Linked DNA regions of Triticum aestivum: region 2 is linked to region 1. A link is a contact called in public Hi-C data. All regions are on one chromosome and are shown on one strand. Each heading gives the region's core, a stretch centred on a gene start, on an enhancer-like site or on the middle of the called end of the contact. The rest is flanking DNA. Distances are from core to core; before and after follow the strand shown. Region 1 holds the start of LOC123123493 (heat shock cognate 70 kDa protein 2). Region 2 holds the start of LOC123121112.

The links. Hi-C and Micro-C count contacts between places; a contact is called where the count stands out from the background.
Region 2: a contact with region 1 is called in a Hi-C map of leaf, with 2.8 times the contacts expected there. The contact joins the promoter of LOC123121112 here to the promoter of LOC123123493 in region 1. A contact is called at or near these places in 3 of 5 Hi-C or Micro-C datasets (all in leaf) and 1 of 1 datasets of contacts at active chromatin or transcription factors (leaf).

What each region holds. Positions count from the first base shown.
Region 1 is chr5D:529,054,267-529,058,818 of IWGSC CS RefSeq v2.1, reverse strand. It overlaps LOC123123493 (heat shock cognate 70 kDa protein 2), which reads right to left and starts at 1,891. Exons shown (of 2, transcript XM_044544010.1): 1 at 1,560-1,891. The coding sequence starts at 1,776.
Region 2 is chr5D:529,249,952-529,254,503 of IWGSC CS RefSeq v2.1, reverse strand. LOC123121112 reads left to right here and starts at 2,499. Exons shown (of 7, transcript XM_044541043.1): 1 at 2,499-2,510; 2 at 3,177-3,393; 3 at 3,486-3,600; 4 at 4,394-4,552. The coding sequence starts at 2,499.

The DNA of each region.
Region 1 (4,552 bases), core at 642-3,141:
TACTTGGTTCACAAGTGGAAGCATGTACAGAGTTACATGCAATCCAGTGACCACATATAACTTGCACATAATTGCACCCAGGTACAATATGATAATAATAAAACAGTAATAAAACGCTAGGTATATATATGGCAGCTATAAGCAGTAGTATTGGGTGGAACTTCATAATTTACAGGATTCAGGATCTATACAAGTAAACTAATTACTAATTCAGTATTGAGTTAGCATGCTTCCTAACGGCTCAGAAATGTCAGCACTCGTTCACACAGAACACAAAACAATTCTTCTATAGAATGGATACAGAATAATGAAGACAAAGAAGGATTAATCCAGACGAGCAATAAATGATGACCAATTTAACATCTATAACATTGAGTTACAAATACGTGTGCCAAAAAGTATCCCAATTTAATTGGTTATTAGTGGTGCAAGTAGCTGCCAAAAAAAAGTGCACACAACATGCTAACTAAATTCTTAAAGGCTTACATAACAGGGCAAATGTTCCGGACGACCAAGATAGAAACAATATTTAAATGTTGAACAAAAACGTGACTTTAACTTGGATTTTTAGAAATAAGATATAGCTTCATATCAAGTAATCAGACAATAAGCTGAGACAACCTATCAATATTTTTTTTTTAAACGGGGCACAAAATGCCATACTCATTGACTCAAACAGAGAACAATTACAGTGTGATTTCTCTAATAATTAATGTATGACCCATGAAATAAATACATACTATTAAGCCAAACTAATAATCCTACAGCTACGTATGGATCTAAATGAGGACCATGAAAAACATTCGTAATAAAAGGAACAACTAGATACAAGATCCAAAAGTAGATCCAAAAAAGTTAGCATAAATGATCCTTGCAAAATTTTGAAAATAAGTGTGCAAAATAATAACAGCAGTTGGCAATGAAATGATGACAACTACCTTAGTTAAAAAAATTGCTAGCACACACTGAAGTGTAGTACTGTGGATATTTAGTTCCATTAAAAAAATTACAGGACTTAAGTAAAAGATATTTTGTCCACAATATGAAGTGCAAAATAGAAGCAAGGATCCTGCAGCTATATATGGATCTAAACGGACCACAGCTGAGGACCCTGAAACAATCACAATAAGTGAAGCTGGACACAAGCTTCAAAAGTAGATCCAAGAAAGTTAGCAGGCATATAAAATTATACATGACCAAACCACATCACAGATCTAACCGGTTAGCCGCATAAAGCCACGAGATGCAGCTTAAAATCACCAAAAAAGTAGCATGGTTCGCCTCCAGCGTATAAGTATAGCACATATACGACCGTACACACATCCTAACCGCCGAAACATACTCGGCAGATCTACCGAAGCAGAACAACTCGCACCAAGCGACGGGTCAACGACAAAAACCTCATCGTATTTCGTTCAAGCATACTCAGCGGATCTATCCGAGCAAAAACCTCGCGACAAGCGACGGGTCAACGACGCGCGCATCTAACAGCAAAACCAACCATACAAGCAGATCTGGACAGACAGAGTGAGGAAGGGGAAGCGGGGGTGGTGCCTCACCGAAGACGGTGTTGATGGGGTTCATGGCGACCTGGTTCTTGGCGGCATCGCCGATGAGGCGCTCCGAGTCGGTGAAGGCGACGTACGAGGGCGTGGTGCGGTTGCCCTGGTCGTTGGCGATGATCTCGACCCGGTCGTGCTGCCACACGCCGACGCACGAGTAGGTGGTGCCGAGGTCGATGCCGATGGCCGGCCCCTCGCCCTTGGTCGGCGCCATGGCTCTAGCTAGATCGAGAAGATGGAAGCTAAGCTTGGAGCTAGGGTTAGGGTTTGTGGAGCCTTTGCGCAGCTGCTGGCGGCGGCTGCTGCGGACTCGGGAGAGGAGGAGGCAGCGAGGAGCGGGGCCGCTATTTATACAGGAGCGGCTGTCTGAACCGGCGGAGGCGTGGCCCATACACAGCCCAGCAAGCATCGGGTGGGGCCCGGCTGGCAGAGTTCAGCGCCATAAATGCAGTGCTACTTTGAACCCTAACCATCGTACGTGATGGTTTCGTAGTTTCTGTCGCTGCGGATGGGTCCCGCGGTTTTGAAGGTTCGTGTGGGTCCGTGTTGCGGTGTCACGGGGTGGAGGTGGGGGAGTCGCTGGATTGTTTTGCAGATTCTAGCGTGTCGCGGGAGGGCAGGGGGCGTGTCCGTTGGGAACCCGTGTGTGTCTCTAGTGGGAAAGCGTCTTCGGTCGGCGGTGGGCGTCACGATCTTGGCCGGACTATTCTGCGCGCCCCGGAGACGTTGGATGGTGATCGGATGGTTTGCAACTTCGGACCAGCCCGAAATATCTGTTTGTGTACGTGGATGTGATGGTTCAGTATCAGATCTGAGAAAAGTGAACCTCCCACGAAGCAGACTCGAGAAGCTTCCGGCGATGTATTATTTGTACCAAGTGACCCCTTCGAAAAACTTAATCTATCCACTAGCCCAAAAAAACTTACGAAAAGGCTCAGATTTTTAGGGGTTGGGTGCGAACGTCTTCATAGCCGTCTGATTAGCCGCACAAATCCTACAGCAAGCCTCCTCGCCACGTCACTAGTCGCGGTCCGTTCGCTTGGAGTTGTGGTGGAGGCTGTTTAAGAACGAATTAGGATCACAGTTTATATACAAGCAGAACGGACGCGATTGAAAGGACCCGTCCGTCGTGCGGGCGTGGGAGAACCGTCGCGTCGGTTGCCTGGCAATCCGCACGATCGGTTTGTACAAAGGAGGATTATCCCTAATTACTGAATTAAATTAATCCTAACAGAGGCAAACCATTTTCGCGCAGATAGAGACGTCCCCAGCCCACTTCCTCCGTGTTCTCCTTTCCCCCATTCCACTCTTCCAACCCACCGTGACGGCTCGTGTTCCAACAATCCCATCAGATCCTTGGCGAGGGTACATCGGCATCCGACCTTAGAAGCAAGGCATGGGGGTGCCTGTACCCATTGGGAAACCGTGGAGGTGCTCATGCGCGTGCGCCGTCTCCATCAACCCCTCGACGGTGGAGGGCGGTGGTAGGACTCATGCATCGGATCCGGCGGACGGCGTTGTGTCAACAGTGGTCGAGCGAGCGATGAGGGCATGGTGGTGGCCGTTTACCGTGCCGAAGGTGTTAGGGGTCCCTGTGCCGATCTTTCAAGCCGAATGAGGTGCTCGTGTGCGCGCCCCTCGTCGCGGGGTCGACGGCCTGGCTGTGTCAATCGCTCCTCCGCCGCCCAGATGTAGAGGTGATCGTGGGATCCACTAGAGGTCAGTGCCATGGCCGTGGGATCCGTGACGGGGTCGTCCGCCAGGTGTCAGGTCTAGCAGAGGCGAGACCGCAACCACGGGAGGATGGGTCTGCGTCGACGACGACCACCACCATGTATCTGCCACTCCCCCAACACAGTGGCGACGACCACGAGCTCGCATCCACCTCCTGCAGGGATCCAACCTAAGCATGGTTGCAGCAGCTCTCAAAAGCTCGTTCGGGTAAAATGAGAGTACATCAAAGGAGGATGAGGACTAGGACCCCAACTTGAGCTCGACCACCACCGCGACGCACTACACAAGGCCCCGGTGTTGGCTCCATTCTCTGCAGGTAGCACCTCACCCAACCTTTTTGCTCCATTTTTCAGTTTATTTACTTCAAATTGCCATGCACTGATCCAGAAATGCTTGGTATACTAAAAATACCTTACAAATTTTAATTGACATGTTTTGTGTCTTCATTTATATACTAAAAATATCTTACAAATTTTAATCGACATTTTCTTGCCACCATGTATGTACATATGGAAATTTGCCATGACCTTTTATTTTGGTCATTGCAAAAAGAAAACTTTTTACCATGGCAAATTTCTGCTTTTAAAGATGATGCCATTTTTTTGGTTTGAACTAAACCTGATCATACCCTGGGGTGGGTCAGTTTTCAGGTCGGGATTGTCAAAGCCCGAGGCAACAACCCCAAGCTCGACCCGGCCCGGCCCGAAACACATGAACAGTGGCATTTTTAATTAAAATAATTATATTTTGGTTATTTAAAAATATAAATACCTATATTTTGAATAAAATATACATTTATTGCTAGTCCGGGCTTTAATGCTACTGGGCTTTATTTTTCCTTTTTATTTTCTACAGAAAAAGGCTTGTAGGGCCGATGAGGGAGGGTGTTCCCGCAGTGGGGGTTCTCCTGTCGAACAAATTCGTTCAATGGATCTTCCTCTCCCCTAGTAGCGAACGGAACGTTCGCTCCAGCGAGGCAACAAATATGACGTTCTTGCCATATTGGGGTCTTTTTATATGGGTCTTTGCATACATATATGCCTCCTAACAGCATCGACATCATGGCGATGGAATAAATCCCTCCGACCTCTTCCTAGCCTCGGCGTTGTTCGCTCTGAGACCGGTGACAACCTCGTAAGGGCATGGTCACGTCAATTTGGGAAGCCAAATCTATGGGGCGACGTGATCATTAGTGATGACGGGGATAATCAAGCCATTTATTAGATCTGGGTGACTGTCAAGGTGGTGATGGAGTG
Region 2 (4,552 bases), core at 1,250-3,749, 200 kb before region 1:
TGTCCAAGATCAATGAAGGGTCCGTTTATTTGGTCAGAGTAATCAATCCATTGCTGTCTTGTGTTGACCTCCCAGCTGATGGATGTCTTTAGAGCCCAGCTACCACCCAGCTGAACAATTGATTTCATCAGCAGAGACTGCCACTTGCCATCCTTATCTGCTGTCCGTAGTATGTGCATGACACTGTGGGAGCAGTAGTACCGCCCTTCTTTGAATGCTTACGCTGACATTGTGATACGTATGTGCATGTGCATGGACTTAACTCTTGTCTCTTGGATTCAGCGCCCCCACTGAAATTCTAACATCAGGTCAGAGTCTTAAATGGAATGAATGGCTGGTTGCTGGTTGACCAATAATTGGTGCTCTCTATGCTGTTCTAGAAAGAAAAGAACAGAAAAAAAAAAGCACTTGCTTGCGCGCTTCTCCTTCTGCTATATGGTTTTCAGGAGGAACGGTGGGTGACAAGCAAAGGTTTTATTCCACCAGGAAAGAAAATATGTATACAATTTGACATGAGGAGGGTGGGTCATTGCGTGCATAAAGCTTTGGTTTTATTTTTCTTCAATGGTGAGACTCAGCTATCTTCAAATGCCTGTTTCCCGAGCACTGATAGCAACAGTATCCTTAAGCAAGGGAAAGTAAGATCCAACAGATGATTTTCTGTAAGAAATGCATACCCTTCCCTCTTGAGTGGTTGCGGGGCCAAAAGAAGGTTTATATTTGCCCCACTATAGGCACTGACGTTGACCGCGATTTTCGTCACAAATTATGGACTGAAGTATTTTCGAAGCACAACCGTGTATGACACTGTTAATTCAGCAAAAAAAAAACATATCTGTCGTTGTTCAAGTCTTGTATCTACTCAAGATCATGAAGAGTGGGAGAGTAGTCTTAACAGTGAAAATACCCATCGAGTAGTCTTAAAAGGAAAAAAACCGAGAAAAGAGGCGGCGGCCTCCCCGCGCTCCTAGGCCAGCCCATCTCGGTCTCCCAATCAACGAGGGTTCCTGCGCTCTCACTGGGGAGCTCCTAATCACGAAATCACTACTTAAGGAGCACTCTTTACAAATGTCACCCGCACCTCGTCAAGTTGCGACAAGGGTCGCACTACATGTACGTCAGTTGTCCTAACTTGTGAGTTTTTTTCCCCGTAAATTTGTTTATTCAATATGTTTTCTCTCTTAACCTGTGCGTCCAAATCTTGAACCATTTTCACCCTTGGATTCCTTGCGTTGATATCTTCAAAACTAGATCCAATATTGATTTGTTTCAACAAACATTTTTTTCACTAAAAAAACGGACAAAAAAACCCAAACCGGGGGCACGTTTTGCCATTTCCGAGAGGCACGGCCGTGCCCCTCGCGGAAGAAAATCCGTGCCTCCACGAGAAGTAAACCTATGGCTCTCGTCATAAAAAAACATGTTTTTTTTCTTTTTGCTTGAGGCACGGTCGTGCCTCCACGAGAAGTAAATACGTGCCTCTCGCGACCCTTTCCGAGAGGCACTGTCGCAGAGGAAAATCTGTGCCTATACGAGAAATAAATTCGTGCCTCTCCTGGTAGGAAAGAAAAAAGAAGACGCATTTTTCCTGGTCGTGCTTCTCGCGTAAGCAAATCCGTGCCTCCACGAGAAGTAAATCCATGCCTCTCGCGGAAGGGAAAATAACGCATTTTTGTTTCATTTTTGAGAGGCACGGCCGTGCGTCTCGCAGAACCAAATCCGTGCCTCTACCGGAAGTAAATATGTGCCTCTCATCGTAAGAAAAAAAAGAAAATGTGTTTTCCCCCCTTTTGTGATAGGCACGATTGTATCTCTCATGGAAGCAAATTCGTGCTTCTACGGGAAGTAAATCTGTGCCTCTCATCGTAAGAAAAAAAGAAAATGTGTCTTCCCCCCTTTTATGATAGGCACGGCTGTGTCTCTCGTGGAAGCAAATCCGTGCCTCCACGAGAAGTAAATCCATGCCTCTCGCAGTAGGAAAAAAGAAGATGCTTTTTGCTCAATTTTTTTTGAAACTTTCTTGTAGAAAATCCGAGAAAAACCGAAAACGCATGCAGAAAAAAATTAAAAACAAAATCTGAAGATAGCGCCCAGAGCGCGACATGTGGCGGCGGCTGATAGCGCACCGCGCTCTCAGCCCACCCCAAATGACCCTTGGGGAGGCTGCCGAAGGAGCGCTCTTTTAGCGCCGATTAGCCCACGAAAGGGCACCGCAGAAAATGGTAATAAAAAGCGCGAAAAGGATCCAAAAATTACGCATCCGAGACGAATCGAACACGTGGCGTGCTTTCAGCCCACCCCAAGTGACCCTTGAGGAGCGCTTTTTCAGCCCCGATTAGTTGAAGTGACGCCCGCTACACAGCCAAGTGGGCCCCCACAAAGGGGCACCGCACAAAATGGTAATAAAAAGCGCGAAAAGAATCCGAAAAATTGCGCTCCCGCGACGAATCAAACACACGCCCTGCACTGCCTACAGTTGTTCGGTTAACCACTAATGCATGTCGTTCCAAGTGACTGAATGCGGCGCTAACAATTTTAAAACTATTATAGCCGCTCATACATGATTTTGTTTTAAAAAAATTGAAACTTCACAGAATTCAGAAAAAGGTTATGAACTTGCAGAAAAACGTTGCCTTATTGAAGAAAAGTTCATCAATTTTTAAAAATAGTTCACAAAAATTGAAAAATGCTCACCAAAATTTTGGAAAAAATTTCACCAATTTGAAAAAAGTTCATCAATTTTGAACAAGTTCAAAAATCTGGAAAAGATCATCAATTATTGAAAAAAGTTCATAGATTTTGAATTTTTTTTTGTCAAATATAAAAAGTTCATCGAATTTAAAATAAATTCATCAATTTTTAAAAATAGTTCTCTAAAAGTAATAAAAAGTTCAATGATTTTGAAAAGTAAATTTCTTTACATTTGAATTTTTTTTATCAATTTGGAAAAAGTTCACGCAAAAAAAAAGGAAAACAAAAAAGAAAGGGAAACAAATGCAGAAAACATAGGGTGCATTTTCTATACATAGAAAATTATGAAAATCATAAATCGATGAGGGAAGAAACCAGGAAGAAGAAAGAAACATAAAACGAAAATGGAAAAAAGGAAAAGGAAAGAATAAAAGAAGGAAGAGTTGAAACTTAGCATTTTTTTTAGAACAGTTGAAACTTAGCAGATCGCGCCCCGTGGCGGGGTGGTTATACCAGCGAGCCCCGGGCCCAGCGCGGGGCAGGCCACAATCGCCCTCTCGCTGAGCGGTTGCCTCGCTAAAATCGCCGAACCTGAGTGTCTCCACAGCCCACCAACTCGCGGCCTCTCCTCAACCCCACCGCCGCCGCAGCTGTCGCCGTCGCCGTCGCCGTTGCCCCACCTCGTCGCCGAGCGCTCTACAGGTGAAGGCGACCCCGACTTGCTTCCTGCGACATTGCACTTGCGTCTTCTTTTCCTCTTACGTGATCCAGTTTGGGGTTTGGGCTCCGTGCAGTGCAGGGGAATGGCGCCGGCGCCGGCGCCGCCCAAGACGGGGCTGTTCCTGGGGATCAACAAGGGTCCGGCTTCACCAAGAGCGAGCTCCCGCCCGCCCGTCCGGCCGCAAAGGGGTGAGTTTCATGCTTCCGGAATTTGTTCACTTCTGAATGATGCCCAATTTGCTTACTGTATGTATTACATTAGGCGTGTGAAAACTGAAACGCGACTAGAAATTCAGTTCTTCAGAGACAGAGAGGGTGGGAAAACGCTGAAGCTAGCCAGATCCTAGAGTGCATCTGTTGATGTGCATTTTCGTGACGGTGAAAAGGGATCGTGCAATTATTGGAGTTATCTGTTGATGTGACTTGAGCAACATAGACGGGGCCGTTCCTGGAAATTTCCACACCAATCTGTCTTTTACCTTTCCTGCAAAAAAACAAGAGAATGTGTCGTTTAGCTGCTGCGGGCACGGCGATTTTGTTTTGCCTGCTTCTTGGTGGATGGTGTCAAAATTAGCGAGACAAGCAACGATGTGTGTGGTGGCCATATAGCCTTCTCCGTTAACCACTGTATGCTATATTAAGTGATGCAAACATACAAGTTGTCAGTCTTTGACAGTTTATTTACACACAATGTTCAGGTGCCAGCCTGCAGAACTGGCTTCTATTGTCAATGGGTGCATAACTGTATATTCTTTCTCAAGTCTGATGTTACCGTTTGATTTTAGTCCGTCTGTGCGTGTTATCTCCGGGCCTCAGATTTTACTGTAAATTCTGTGCAAGTATTACCTATATTAGAAGTTTCAAGCAATATTGGTAGTGCAATTCTGTGATGAGATTATTGAAAATGACAGCCTAGTAACATTCTAAAATTGGCACTCTTTCGAACTTGATCAGGGAAGTTTACGGTTTGGCCTCCTTGCAGGGGAACTGAAATGCCGCCGGTGAAGACGGGGCTGTTCATGGGGATCAATAAGGGGCACGTTGTCACCAAGCTCGAGCTCCCGCCCCGCCCGTCCGACCGCAAAGGAATGAGTATTCTGCTTCCGGAATCTGATCAGTTCTTATGTTCAAGCTGCTTCCT